Regions from separate parts of the Mus musculus genome. Here region 1 is linked to region 2. The links are chromatin contacts, called in public HiChIP or PLAC-seq maps. All regions are on one chromosome and are shown on one strand. The core of a region is the stretch at or near the end of the contact, and the rest is flanking DNA. Distances in the headings are between cores, read along the strand shown. Region 1 holds the start of Gm36395 (a long non-coding RNA gene). Region 2 overlaps Kcnip1 (Kv channel-interacting protein 1).

Region 1 (7,564 bases), core at 2,215-4,714, 190 kb after region 2:
CCGGGTAGAGAAACTTTTCCTTCCAGGAAGTCAGACACCAACAACAGACATCGGCACCGGCAAGCCAGGCCCCCAAGTGTACTAAAGACTGAGGTCTTATGCACCCAGACCCCTGAGTGCTAGATGCTGGCAATCGTTCCATTTCACAGACTGATACTACTGAGTCTCTGGTCCCTGACTTGCTCAAGTCAAGCATGCAGTGACTTTTAGATCTTGGATTATGCATGTGACTTTGTGACTCAGTTGGTGTCCTTTATTTTGTCCTGATACTGACTCCTGTAGAGGCAAAGCAAGAGAAGGAGAAGGTCACACTTCCAAATTGAGCTAGAAAATGACACAGAGGACAGTGTTATTAAGGGTAGGAAAAGGGAAGCTGTTTAACTGGGCTGATGGGACTGATGCTATTAAAACTCTGTCTGTCTCTCTGTTTCTGTCTGTCTGCCCCCTTGTGTGTGTATGTATGTATGTTTCTGTCCAGCTGTGTGTCTGTCTCCCCATCCCCATGTCTGTCTGTCTGTCTGACTGCCTCCATTCATGTGTGTGTGTATTTGTACACAAGTAACTCCTTTTCAGTTCCAAAGTCCTAACAATAACAGCACTGACAGCTTCAGGCACACTGGGCTTTGAAGGCAGAGACCCCCCCAAAGTGACCTGCCCAGGCGAAGCTCTGTATCAGGGTCCCACATAACATAGAGGTACCACTATACCTTTAAGAAACAAGGGACTCACTGTGGCCTAGGAAGCAGCAGCTTAAAACTCCCAGAGCTACAGCAGTGGCCCCAGGCCCTTGGGCATGTTTCTACTGTGTTCATGCTGGGTGCTGCCTTTTGTTCAGAGTGGTGAGAAGCCACTAGAGGCTGAGTGTTCTGTGAAAAGGGAGAGAGGCAGACCCAGGACTAGGGCCCAGCTCACTAACAACCCTCCTTGCCTGGGAAGAAGGACTTGCCTACCCTCTGGCTCTTGTCCTGCTTTGGTCCTAACATTGCCAGCAGGTAGGAGATGTATACACACTTTGTTCTCAGGGACAGATACACACATGGGGGCTTCTGGTAGGTTTACTTCATTTCCAAAATTGGCCTCAGTCTCTACATCTGTAAAATTGGAATGATAACATCTCTCTCTCTCTCCTGATGGTGAGATGGGGTGCAGCAACCAGTCCAGCAGGACACTTGTAAAGGGGCTGCTGATAAAACAGGCTTTCTGCCTGTCTTCTTTCCCGCCCCTCACTTCTATGCCAGCCACCCAGCATGCCAGCACAGTAGGGACCCAAGCAGCAAGTCTGAGAAGTTACAAAGTCACTCAAAATCGCTGCCATGCCGGGGAAGGCGTGGTGTGCTGTCCGGGTAATAGTTACATAAGCAGCTGTTACAGTTGATGGCATCATGCAAACAATATGAAACATTTATTCAAGTGGCCCCACACTCCTGGGAATTTGATTTAATCAGCTTGCACTTCTGCACTCATTAGAATGAAGCCTGACAGCTCTGGTCCATAGCCCTACCTCCGCTCAGCAGCTCACAGCTACTGAAAGCAAATATTTTTACTGTGCCACAATTAAACATTTATAGAGCACCCGGCTCCCCATCTGGCTTGCGGATGAGAGGGGAGATGCCGTGAACTCGTGTTAGAGAAGGCTCCTGAAGAAGAAAGCCAGTGCCTACCTGGATGAGCACACCACCTGAGGGCGTGCCAGAGAAGGGAGCGGTCCACTGGAACCGATGCTTCTCTGATGCTGGAGCGGGAGGCAGCCAAGAGATGCTGCTCTTCCCTGCTCTTCATTTCCCCTATTCTGCACCAAGTGGGATTTTATGATTTCAATTAGAATTCTACTCTGTCACAACTTAGAACCCATTGGCAATGCTCGGAGGAGCCTCCAAAGATGTGTGACTTAAACGTACTGAGTAGAGAAGTAATGCAGCCAAAATTTCATCTTTACCCTGCCGTGGGTTTTGCAGACTTCCAACACATCTCTGGTCCTTTCTGAGCCTCAGTCTCTCTAACTAGAAGAAGCTAGGGACACAGAATAGTTCTTAAAATGTCCTCCCTGTAACTAGTCACAAATGAGATCTCCTCAAAGGAAAGGGCTAGGGAGGTGGCTGAGCAGGTCATGTGACTGATGAACGAGTGTGAGGACCTGAGTTAGATCGCCAGCCCCCAAGTGCAAACACAGGTGATGCAATCTGTAGCTCCCTTGCAGGGGAGGTAGAGAAGGGTGGATCTTCCAGGCTTGGCAGACAGCCAAATGAGGCCAAAGTCTCCAGGTTCAGAAAGAAACCTTGCCTCAAAAGACAAGTTGGAGAGGTGGGGAGATGGCTTGCTGCATAGGCCTGACAACCTGAGCTCAGTCCCTGGGGCCCACATACAGCAGAAGGATGGAATGGAATGGACGAAACAAGGTGTCCTCTGACCTCCACACGTGCCAAGGCACAAGTGCCTCCCCCATCATCACACATGCGAGCTCAACTTTAATAGATAAAATGGAAAAAAATCAGGGCAAAGAGATAGATGAAGACACCATGCCAAGCTCTGGCCTCTTCATGGTACACATGGGTGAACATACATGGGCAAACTACACAGAGATACATACAAACACATACATGGAAAGAAGGAAGGAAGGAAGGAAGGAAGGAAGGAAGGAAGAGAGGGACAGAGAGAGAGAGAGAGAGAGAGAGAGAGAGAGAGAGAGAGAGAGAAAGAGAGAGAGAGAGTCCTATGGTTAAGAACGTTTGGGAAATGCTGTTTATTCTCTCATCTGGGAAAGAAATAGAGTATTAAAGAGGTTGAGAAATCTGTAGCCCAGAAGCCTGTTTTGTTAAATATCATCAGTATCCCAAGTTTCTACCAATACTGATTCAGAGAACTGCCAGGCTGGATTATCTCCAAGGTCCCTTTGCTTTTCAATCCTTTCAGTCAGCTTAGGCCAGCTCCCGCCCCTGAACAGGAGGCTCACTATCTTTGGAGTCAAGCCCAGATGCACACGTCCCTCCGTCCCTCCAGCTGAGTAGCTCAGTGGGCCCCCTTCCCATTGCCTGTCTCCCTTCTCCTGTGCCTGGGCTCATCCTCTTGACCTCGCGGATGGAACGCCCAGACACTCAACTTTCCCTTTCTCCTTGGCTTCCCCACCAAGTCATAGAAACTGCAGACTATTCATTGCTCTTCTTGAAATGCGAAAACTAAGGATCAGAGAAGGTGTGTGACTAAGACACAATCACCCAGCCATGTGGATTTGAGGATTGCAACGCTGTCCTTTGTATAAGCCTGGTTTACAGTCTACCCTGTGCTCCAGTCTAACCCCAGGTTCTCATATACTATTCTGAAGCTCCTTTCTTACCACGTATGATTTCCATCACTCCCGGAAAGATGATAGTCTCCTTAAAGACTATCTGTTTGCCTGAACAAGTCCCAGCTCTGACAGAGGACAGCATGGTGCTGAAAACACTCTCTCTGCCAGGCCAGCGAGGGCCCAGCTGCTTCCTGCTCCCTCTGCCAGCTCTCAATGCCAATCACCAAGCTCTCTAGAGTGGTTCACTCAGTCACCCTGTTGAAAACCATGTTTAAACGCCCCTCAGTGTGGGGTGAGTCAGAGGTCTAGAATCAAGCCATCTCTAGCAAGGGTTCTCTGCCAATTAATCATCTACCTGGGAAAAGGGCCTTGGTGAACTGAACCCTTGAGTGACTGGCTTATCCTCCCATAAGTGACAGTGCCGTAAGATGGCAGGTGTGATGGTCTGGGAGCTGTGGTCTCCTTTGTCATCTGAGGAGGTGGTTAACACCTTAGAATAGAGCCCCAGGCACACCTGCACCAGGCCAGGGTGCAGCAAGATGGCCCTATCCATGACAGAGCAAGCCCTGGCTAGACACCAGATTCCAGCTTCTAGAATTGTAAGACGCAAAGCTGCACCATCCACAAGTCCCCCCAGATTAGGATGCCCATGGCAGCTGCCAAATGGGCTCAAACCGAATGGAGATAACTTTCACCAAAATGAAGAGGTTCTGTCATTTCTGGGGACAAGGCTTCCTACAACCGAGCAGTCAAGAAGAGGTCAGGGTACAGGACATTAAAAATGCTTCATCTTTACGACGAAACAAGACACCTCTGGAAACACCGTTTTCTATCAGATCCTCTGTGAGCAGCAAAGAACAGCCCCTGGCCATGTTTACTAGCAGAGGCAGAGCCGTGAGTTGCCCTGGCTGTGTGCCTGCCCCAGGGACCCCTTCAGAACCAGCGCTCCCCATCCCATGGTCTCTTTTCTAGGGCCGGAGTTTCTAGGCTGTTTCCAGGTGAGGAACATCTGTCCACCAGATGGCAGTGTGCCTATGACATCATACACAATATCATTTTGCTCCGCTAATGCAGTGGCTCTCACCCTTTCTACTGCTGACCCTTTCATACAGTTCTTCATGTTGTGGTGACCTCGAGTCATAAAATTAGTTTCATTGCCACTTTGTAACTGTAATTGTGCTACTTGCTGTTACGAATCCTAATATAAATATTTGTGTTATTGTTGGTCTTAAGCGACCCATGCGAAAGGGTCATTTAACCCCCAAAGGGATCACAACCTACGGGTTGAGAACCACAGTGCTACAGGCTACAATAACCTTTTACAAGTGGTAAATTGTGTTGCAACAGGCCAGTAGGGTCTGAAAATGTGCTACACTGAATTGAGAAGCCCTGTAGGGATAAACACCAGCAGGATTTGAAGAGGAGGTGAAGGGAGGTGGCCGGGGCAGCAAAACAGCTCATGGATAATCCTTCTGTGTGGATTACAGATTAGGTGATAATATTTTGAATATACTGGGTTAGATAACTGGTTTTAGAAGAAGGACTTATTTGTCTTCCCCTCTATAACACACTACTAGAAAGTCTACTCCGCTGAATGCGGCCTCACACATCTCTGTTGGTTTGAGAGGAGACACTGCAGGTAGGAGGGCCGTGTCAGAGGCAAAGCTGCTGGATCCAGTGACCCCAGTCCCGTGGGACATGGAAAACGAAGCCTTGCAAATCTGCCTGGCTCGAGTTGTGGTGGCTTAGCTGATTTTGCAGTTGTGACTCAACTGTGTAAAGTGCCAGCATCCCCAGGCGTCCCCATCTGTCACTGAACATAAACATGCACGGTGCGCTCCATGCAGATGCTGTGAGGGGAGGCAAGCCCAAACCCCGTGTGCTTGCACCTCCGTCCCAATGTGACTGAACAGCACCCCTTTGCAGAGAATTCTCCAGGGAGAGCTGTAAATTATGTGGTTCCCCCCCCCCCCCCGAGTTAAATGATCTCTCACACACTAAGACCTGCCAACAGCAAGCACACAGCCACGGGAAAGATTGCACGACTCCACGAGGAAGACATTACAGACTTGCTTTATTCCCAGTGACATCTAACTTCAGTCCCATTTCACACCAAGCAGAAAATTCAGCCTGGTCACTTTCGGTCTTAACCGAAGCTTCTGTATGGGAGACTGCAGAGTTTGTGTTTGGTAATTGTTTTTGTTTTTGTTTTCAAATAGAAAAAGAGCTGGGATCAGAATTGGCTTTTAAAGACTCTAACTCAGTGGTTCTCAGTCTTCCTAATGCTGCAACTCTCTAATACAGCTTCTTATGCTGTGGTGAACCCGCACCCCCCCACACACACATAAAATTATTTCATTGATGCTTTATGTCTGTAATTCTATTGCTTTTATAAATTACAATGTAAATATCTGATATGCATGATATCTTATATAGTATACCAGAGTGGGGTCACGACCCACAGGTTGAGAACCACCCCAGCAGAAGTCCCTCTCTCTCTCCCCCACCTCTCTCTCTCTCCCTCTTTCTCTCTCTCTCTCTCTCTCTCTCTCTCTCTCTCTCACACATACACACACACACAGAGAGAGAGAGAGAGAGAGAGAGAGAGAGAGGGAGGGAGAGGGAGAGAGAGAGAGAGCGAGCCAGCTGAGTGTTCTCCATGTTAAATGTGGAGGGCTGGCTCTTCCTAAAGGGTTTCCACAGCATCTGGGATAAAACAGAGAAGATGAAAAGCTGCTTTGACAGGGACAGCATCTGTCCCTAGGCTCCCAGGATTCTTAGCCGGGAAGGACAAGTCTCCTCCAGGATCTTTCTAAGTAGGGATTGGAGGAGGATGCAGCTAATTTAGGCCTCTTGCCTGGTCCTGGCCTTATGGTGTCTCATGTAGTTGACTATGGCCCAGCCTGCTCAAGTTAGAAAGGCAGCCCTATTACTGAGATCCTAGCTCACGGGGGTAGAGGGCACGTCATCAGGGAGAGGCCGATAGCAAACATCGAAGCCAGACACAAGCTGGTGCACCATAGAGAAATGACACTGGGGACCTGGACAGAGGGCCTCAAGTTCATACCAAGTGGTAGGAGGGCCCTTTACAGAGACAACTTAAGCTTGGAATCACCAAACAGAAAGATACAGCTTTGCCTCCAGGGAGACCATAGCAGGGTTATACTCTGGGTAGTTTGGGGATGTTGTCAGCCGTGGCAACAGGACGTAGTAGGTAAGTAAGCGGAGCTACTTTAGCATCTCTGAGGATCACTGCTAAATGTCGCCATCGATACGTTAGTCTCCATGACTAGCAAATATCCTCAGTCAGTGACTTTGTGTCTGAGAATCAATGATGGACATTAGTTAAGAAAATACAGTAAATACAAAAATAGGCACACGTTAGTGAGAGCGCCTCCTTCCCAGATTTCCTGAAGCTGCTCATTTGGCAGGCAGAAGGACAACAGAAAGCACACATGGCTTGCCCACTACCACCAGTATCTGCTCAGGAAGAAAGGGCAAAGATGATATCAGGTGAAAGACCACATCACGTTTTGGTAAAGAAAGAATATTTACACGCCGCAACCATAGGCAGAGATGCAGTGTGTCATTCAAAAGTATTTTCTGAGCACCTGCTAGGTAGCCAGAAGCCCTAATCAGAGATTCACCTCATTTCTACTCCCTACCTGTCAACCACACACACACAAGTCAGAGCCACAGTGAGTTCTATTTCAAGGACGCACACCACACTCTCAGTTCAAGGGTTCAAGTACACTGTGATAGGAAATTATAAATAATGATCTCTCTCTGTCTCTATCTGTTGGTCTGTCTGTCTTTCTCTTTCTCTCTCCCTGCTTCTCCCTTCGTCTACCATCCCTCTTCTCTCTCTTAAACACACACACACACATGCGTGTTCATACATCACATATGCACACATTCTAGTCCTCTGTCTCTCTCTCTCTCTCTTTAACAGGTTTTCCTCTTCTAGGAAAGTCCAAAAAAGTTTAAAATCTGTTTGGACTTCAATCCTGCAGGCATAGAAACGGAAGTCAAAGCAACAGCAGCACTTTGGTAATTCTGAATGGGGGGCAGGACTGAGATGGGGTGGAGAGATCACAGAGCTGGGGGCGGGGCTGAGATGGGGTGGTGAGATCACAGAGCTGGGGGCGGGGCTGAGATGGGGTGGAGAAAACACAGAGCTGGGGGCGGGGCTGAGATGGGGTGGTGAGATCACAGAGCTGGGGGGCGGGGCTGAGATGGGGTAGTGAGATCACAGAGCTGGGGGCGGGGCTGAGATGGGGT
Region 2 (7,174 bases), core at 938-3,437:
TTGGTTGCCCAGGCTGTTGTTGAATGAAGATGGAATAGCTTCCAGCCACCCCATTGGAAAGCCAGCATACTGTCAGAAGGGCAAGGACATGGAAAGCCAAGGACATGGGACTGAATTTCAATCCCCGAACCAAGGATCCCTGGAATCTTGGACAGAGTATGATGCCCCGAGCCTCAGTTTCCCACTTTGCAGAGGCAGAGGTTACAAGAGGTACTGGATGGGGTCATGATAAGCCTGGCAGCTGTGCATGTAGCCATTTCTTCTGGCACCACAGAGCAACCACATTCCACCTCTGCCCACTCATTCCTGTGCCCTCCAAGGTCTTTACCACAGTCTCAAGGGCCCAGAGGAACTGCTCCAACTATGGATACCACTAAGGCACCACTCACACGTTCAGGCCGCTTTGTGTGCAGAGCTGGGCATGTCTGTCCCCACCCTGGGCTACTCTGCTTGTCCTTGGCAGCAGAGCTCATGCATATCTTGGTGCTGTGGCTGCCATCACTCCTGCTTGGGTATCACTTCTTAGCACCTGTGGTCAGTTTCTATCTAGTCTCCTCCAGTGCGCCACCATGTCTCACTGCCTTCCAGACCCTGGGTGTTCTCAGAAGTCATTGTAATTGAAGACAAATCCAGACAGTTTATTACTTTGGGGTTTGAGCTAAAGTTTGGGATCGAGGGGCGCAGGGGAGAATGGTAGCTTTATATCCTTTTTGAGGCACTATGTGTGGGACTCAGGTTTTTGTGCATGTCAGGCTTGTGCTCCGACTCTGAGTATCCACTCCTAGCCTTGCAGTCTAAGCAGAGTGGTTGTGTGCATGTAGGAATGCTGAGTATTGGGATCCAGTGTATGGCCATCGCCTTGTCCCAGGGCCAGAGACTAAAGCCAGACATGTCAGGCGAGAACAGAGAAAGCTCAATGGCAGGAGTGGAGAACACTCTGGAATTTTCATCTTCCTTGCTTCCCCAGGTCACAGCCCCAGGGCTGGGAGCCCTTGAACAGGATGCACCTGAAGGTAGGATGTAGGACCCTCACCCTACATCCAGGGAGCCAGAGATGCCCAAGTGCAGTATGGCCATGGGTCTGATACTTACAATACATGTGACCGTGTGGATGGAGCATGCATCCTGTTAGGCAGCTAGCTAAGGAGATACTGAGGAGCCTCAGGTGACTGTTAGTGTCAGGGCTGAGCCTGTGCCTCCTGTACTTCTCTGATCTATAATGTAAGGGGTCCTCAGTCTCCTGGGACCAGGTACATACTGAAGAAGGGGAACAGGCCTGAGGAGTTTGGGGGAGAAGTCCTTCCCGCCGAGCCGGGAAAGCAGCTTCTGGGAATGGGGGGGCAGTAGAAAAGAGGATGAAGGGTGGTGGGCAGGGGAGCAGAGATGTTTACGAAAGCCAAAAGCATCTGTCTGCGTCCCAACAGCAGAAGGGCCTATGCTGCGCCCTGGGGACCAGCACTGGGGTGGCCGTGTGCTGTGTTGGACAACACTACAGGCAGCCTGTTCTGGCCAGAGGCAGCTGACACAGTGCCAAACTAAGCCAACACTTGTGCCTGCTCTGCCAACTGCCACCCTCTGTGGGTCAGTGATGGGGAACGAGCGAGGAGTCAGGCAGCATCTCTTGTCCTACCCTGTTGTCTGTTCCCCGGGACCTGGGAATAAAGCCAGAGTAGAGTTCAGGGCAGGGCGCACACTTTAAGTATAAATGAAGATGAAGATGAAATTGCAAGTATTATTGAAAATTGCAAACTATTTTTGGAATGACAGCTGCAGTTACTGAAAACCCAGGGAGACTTCAAAATGGTCATGAAACAGAGGGGAAGAGATATGATGGAGGGAGGGGACCATGAAGTCATCATCATCCAGTTGGTAGATGGGTAGCCTTCTGCTTCACGTTTGTGCTGATGGTTCCCAGCTATGTTCGCCTGCACTGGGCTCTCAGTGCCACCAAATCAGGGACTTTCTACCGCAAGCGCTTTCAGGGTTCCCAGCACCTAGAACTTGTCTCAGATAGCCAGTATATTTTGAATGTGTGAAAGAAAGCAATATCAGCCTAAGATAGGTCGTCCATAGGTACGACCTGTATTTTTATTGAGTTGTTTGACTATTCTGTAGTATTGGAGGCTGCATTAGACTCGGTAAAGCAGCCCAGAAAGCAAGAGGAACCAAGGGACTGGGCACCCAGCACAATGTTGGGTGATCTTTGGTCTGGGCCGCTGTTTCTAGAACCTGGGTCGTGGAGGCAGGGACATGCTTCAAGGAGTCCATCCCTTGAGACTGATGTACAGTCAAAGCTGGCCAGGCCTCAGTCTTGAGATCCAGGGGAGCTGTAAACAGGCTCAGAGCCCTTGATGGGAGTCTTTCTAATGCCAAGAGCCTGTGGCATTTGATGTGTTAATCCGAAAGCCACCAGAAGGTGGTGCTCTCATTCCTGTTTGGAGGCTCATTGCTGCGATGGTCCAGAGTTTATTCAGCCCTTCTGCCAGTTTCAGAGCAGTTTCAAGGTTCAGTCTCTCATCTGTATTTGAGGAGAGGGCCAGGGGAAGAAGAGTGGGCTGGACTCCAAGGCTGAAATGAAGTTCCATTAGCCTTCACATGACAGACAATTGGGCTTGGGAGGTATGGCTCACTGGCAAAGAAAGCATGGACGCCTGAGTTTAATTCTCAGCATCACCAATTAAGCAAGCAAGCAAGCAAACAAACAAACACCTCAAACCAACACCATTTTAAAAAAATGCCATTTGAAATATCCATTGACTCCCAGTCTCGGGGATCAGGAGTCTGAAACCAGACTGTTGTCAGGGTGGTGGTATTCCCTCTGATGACTGGGTGGCGGGGTGGGAGTGGGGGTGGGGTGAGGGTGGGAGTGGGGATCATGCTTGTGCCCAGCTGGCAGCCTCAATCGATTCTTGGCTTGATGCTGTCGCATCCATCTTGCCCACGGTTGGTTCCTCGTCCTCTCTTCTTGAGCAGCAGCCACTCCCCAGATTAGGGCTCACCCCCATCCAGCACAAGTGCACCCTGAAATCCTAAATCACATTAGCAACACTCTGCTTCCCCACACAGTTACATTTGTGGTTCTGAGTGGACATGACTTGGGGGCTCCCCTGTTCCCGTGATATCCCAGCAGAAAAGTGGGGAGCAACCTGGGGTCCAGTTTTCTCTCAGAGAGAGTCTACATCTGGAGGAGACTCATAGCTGCTTGGCAGGAATCTGGGATGGGAGTCAGGACTCAGACCCCGAATCCCCTGGCTCAGGAGCTGCCATCTTGTTTGTCTTTCCCCTTGAGTCACCTATCAGGAGTCTAGTGTGTGTCCAGTCAACTCTGAGGTTCACGACAAGGAAGGAGGAGTAAGTGTCACTGGTCAATGAGCTGAGCCCATGGCTGCTGGCCTCCTTCTCTGTCTATTCACCCAGCACCATTGCGGTTCACTTGGTAAAGGGGGCAAAGCAGAGGATCCAGGAAGTAGAGTGTGCAGGCTGCTGGTCCTCTGGGTCCATGCTGATGTTCCTGTACCTCTGAGTTTTAGATGACTTGAGAGGGTCAGAGACACTTCTTGGAGAGCCAACAAGTGCAAGTGAATTTGCACATCTAAACCTCAGAAGGTTGTGGCAAACTCCCAGCGGACATGGGTGTGAGCTCAGGAGATCGAATTCTTGACGATTTTAGTATCAGTAAGAGTTATTTGTTTTATTTCTCTGGCCGTTCTATTTGCTTTGGGTATGATAAGGGAAAATTCATTGGCTCTCAGAACTAGGCAGTTCAGGCATATACCAGGCTTCAGGGCAGTTTGATCAGGACCTTGGCATTCTTCTGCGATGATGATTTTTTCCCACCATAGTCCATGGGACAGCAACCTGCTCTCAGCAGGTTTAGCTTTCATTATTTTCCATAGATGCCTTCCAAGAGAGGAGAAAGCTTTTCTACAAAGAACAAGCCAGATTTTGTAGCTTAAGTCTCATTGAATCAATTTAGATATTGCATCCTCTCAGCAGTAACGATCAATGTCCAGGGAGAACAGTCCACCAGAGTCCAGAGCCTTCTCATGGAGCCGTGGGCAGGGCCACCCATAACAGCTCCCGTAGGATGGGGAAAGGTAGTGTGGGCGTTAGAAGATGCCAATGCCAATAGAGCTCATAGCCTTCCAGTGCAGACTAAGAAGTCAACCCTGTGTTTACATGGATGTGTCGACTCCATCTTAGAGAGGGATACACAGAGCCCCAGAGACACCTTGCTGAAGCTGTGGAAAAATTTGGCTGCTTAGCTACTGTCCCCTCTGCAGATGTATTTCAGGTTCCACGGTCCTCCTTCCTCTCTGTCCCCCTCAGACCCTTCATTCCTCCTCCCCGAAAGACCATAAAATAAGGGCACTGACATGGAAGTTTGAAGACTTACAAGTAAAGGAAGGCAGAAGCCAATGTTAACGGTGTGTTGCTAAAAGCGTATGAAGTCTCTCATATTGTCAGTACCATACCCCAACACTCTTCTCAGAGATCCCTCAGCAAACTTGAGGATGCATGCTATGTACTCACAGGGGGAGCAACTGAGGAGCGAAGGAATCATACGTATCATGATCTCACAGTCTCTGAGCTCGCCCAGGAGGATCGCCTGGTGTGCTGGCTGCGGCACATGTTCACTGTGCTCAGCGCTAGGACCTTTGGCTGGGTTCTTAGGTAGAACCAGTCTTGGCTGACCCCCTCAACCTCACAACTGGCTAGGAGCTTGGTGGTTCTCTTCAGCACCTCACTGCATTTAGTCTTAACAGCTGTCCTGATATGTGGCTGACCTGCAGGCTCTGGGAGACCTCAGCTCTTTCCACCTGGTAGCCATGGATGAGGGGTGGGGCTGGGACTCTGATGGGGAAGCTGAGGCTTTGAGCATTTGGCTACCTGGCTACATGGTCCATGATCAGAACCAGGTGGTAAATGCCTCCAGCAGCCTGTCCCTGGTATGCTAGTCCTGGTCAGGGCACTGGGACAGGATTTGCAGCAGAGGCTGTGCCTTCTACTTTGAAGGATGAGCTATGCGTGTTTTTGATGACAGAGTAGATGCAGGTAATTGTCACTGCCCACAGAATCACTCATTAATTTTGGCATCCGTCCTTGTCAGGAGGTATTGATTGAGCACCTACTGTGTGTCTGGTACTGAGGCTGCAAGGAGGGAAAGAACAGTTTTTCCGTCCTGCTGTTTTGTAATGTCTCAGTAGTATGAGGCAGGGCAGACATCATGTCAGACAGACGGGGGAGCAGGCTCAGCCAAAAGACAGCACAGGGCTGAGATCACACAAATTGAGTGACATTACTAGAATTAGAACTTCAGCTGCCAGTTCTGGGCCACATTGCCCTGGAGGCCAAGGAGACCTAAGGGAGAGGATGTCACCAGCCTATCACCCTCTCTTCTTTCCTTTCTTTTCTTCTACACACGGCAGACAGCTCACTCTTCTATGATTACATAGTGTGGTGGAATCAAGGGGACACTGGGTGGGACCTGGGAGCCTCCTGCTCTCAGGGACTGGGGTCGGCAGGGAAACGGCTTGCACGTGTGTGTCCCTGCAGCCGTGGGGCTCGTAACCAGGCAGCACTGAATGGTCCTGTTTTGTCTGTGATTATGCCGGATGTTTACACCATTTGTAATGAGACAAATTGGGACAAATTGCCAAGGACACTTATGTAAATGAAACCAGTGGAGATGCTCGCAGGCCCAAGTGCGTCTTGCTTTCTTTTTCCTTCCTCCCTAGGGCCCACGAAGAGAAGGAAAAACTTCACATTCTAGAGACCCTCTCCTCCTGCAGAGCCCTGCCCAGAAAACCCATTCACTCTGCATTCCCTAGAGTGCGCCCCCAAGTTGCTCAGCAAGGATGCTTCATGTGGTTAAGCTTAGGGAGTGGGGGCACAAAGGTTAGCGCTTTCCTTCAGGACTTCTCAGAGTCTGGGATAGGTTAATGAGCTTATGATCATGAGCTTATAGGCCCATGGAAACAAGGTCTTCTACAGAGGCCTTGGAGAAGTCAGGCCAAGCATTGTCTCCAGAAGGGCTAGGTGCCTCTCTGGCTCACACAATCTGGAGGCTGGCTGTTATTAGCTGTGGAGGATACGGGCCCCTGAGCAGGGCGTGAATACCCCATTGGGTATATGGCACCCAGAGGGTCAAGGTGTTCAGGAGGCCTGGGGTGCCAGCATCTGACCTTGGTCTTTTTTCCACCCCCCACCCCGACTTGCTTGCCTCAGAAAGACCAACTCCCTGAAGCCGACCGTGTGGCTCTGCCTGTGTCATCTTTCTGCCTGATGTACCCTTACTCTTGGACACTGTTGTGGCAACGGTCGCTCAGGCAGGGTTGATTCTTAGAAGTCATTAGTTCGGCTTGTTGTCTTCCCTCTATGACCCACAGGGACCTAGGGCCTTCTTAGAGACCTCAAGGACTGTGTTCTTAATGGAGACAAGAGATAGGAGTCAGCTACAGTGCCAGGCCTGGTGGTGTGAAGTTGTACTTTCAGCACTCAGAAACAGGGTAGGAGGACCAGGAGTCCAAGACCAGCTTGGTCACAGGAGACCTAGTCTCAAAAGAAGGAAGGAAGGAAGGAAGGAAGGAAGGAAGGAAGGAAGGAAGGAAGGAGGGAGGGAGGGAGGGAGGGAGGGAGGGAGGGAGGGAGGGAGGGAGGGAAAAAGAAAAGAGATTCACAGCTACAACTGTGCTGTGAAGGATGCTGTGAACTATGAAGGATGACCAAAGAGTCTCTGGCCAGCATGAGACACCAGAAAAGGTAGAGTCTAAGGGTATTTCACACATATAGTGGCATGAACAGGCATATGGAAATATGTACAGATTAGATGGAACCGCACAGGCGAAGACTTTGAGGCCAGAGAAAACAGGCTGGTTTAAGATGCTGGATGAAGACGTAGCCTGGCTTAGCGGGAGCGTGAAGACACAGGTCCTGCTGAACACCAGGCAGGGCATCTACAACAGATGAGGCTGCGGAGAGGGCACTGGACCTTACTGATTTCACACAGAGACGGGTGGGACTGTCCCTCTACTCAGACCTTCTGGGAGGAGTACTAGGGAGCACACAGTGGGTGAAAGGAGATGTGTGTGTGTGTGTGTGTGTGTGTGTGTGTGTGTGTGTGTGTGTGTGTGTGTGTGCAGCATCTTTCTTTATCCCGAGTATGAAAACAAAG

Evidence for each region. HiChIP or PLAC-seq counts read pairs in DNA pulled down with a chosen protein or histone mark.
Region 1: a contact with region 2 is called in an H3K27ac HiChIP or PLAC-seq map of VIP interneurons, with 3 times the contacts expected there. The contact joins two enhancer-like sites. A contact is called at or near these places in 3 of 39 promoter capture datasets (embryonic stem cells and hippocampal neurons), 12 of 15 datasets of contacts at CTCF or cohesin (CD8 T cells, the G1E-ER4 cell line, the NIH/3T3 cell line and 6 more), 357 of 484 Hi-C or Micro-C datasets (2-cell-like embryonic stem cells, the 3T3-L1 cell line, 3T3-L1-derived adipocytes and 170 more), 59 of 115 datasets of contacts at active chromatin or transcription factors (CD4 single positive thymocytes, CD8 T cells, DN3 thymocytes and 43 more) and 3 of 9 other capture datasets (embryonic stem cells, embryonic tail and embryonic trunk).

What each region holds. Positions count from the first base shown.
Region 1 is chr11:33,924,572-33,932,135 of GRCm38.p6, forward strand. It overlaps Gm36395 (a long non-coding RNA gene), which reads left to right and starts at 7,557. Exons shown (of 2, transcript XR_381158.3): 1 at 7,557-7,564. It also overlaps a transcript of Kcnip1 not described here. Within about 2 kb of position 3,465, at least 15 of the 459 cell types and tissues checked have an H3K27ac peak or open chromatin away from gene starts, as enhancers often do. A contact at or near this core is called in VIP interneurons, where this site is marked.
Region 2 is chr11:33,731,039-33,738,212 of GRCm38.p6, forward strand. The region is part of intron 1 of Kcnip1 (Kv channel-interacting protein 1); the gene reads right to left. Among named protein-coding and RNA genes, the nearest start is that of Gm12119, 100 kb to the left of the region's middle. Within about 2 kb of position 2,188, at least 13 of the 459 cell types and tissues checked have an H3K27ac peak or open chromatin away from gene starts, as enhancers often do. A contact at or near this core is called in VIP interneurons, where this site is marked.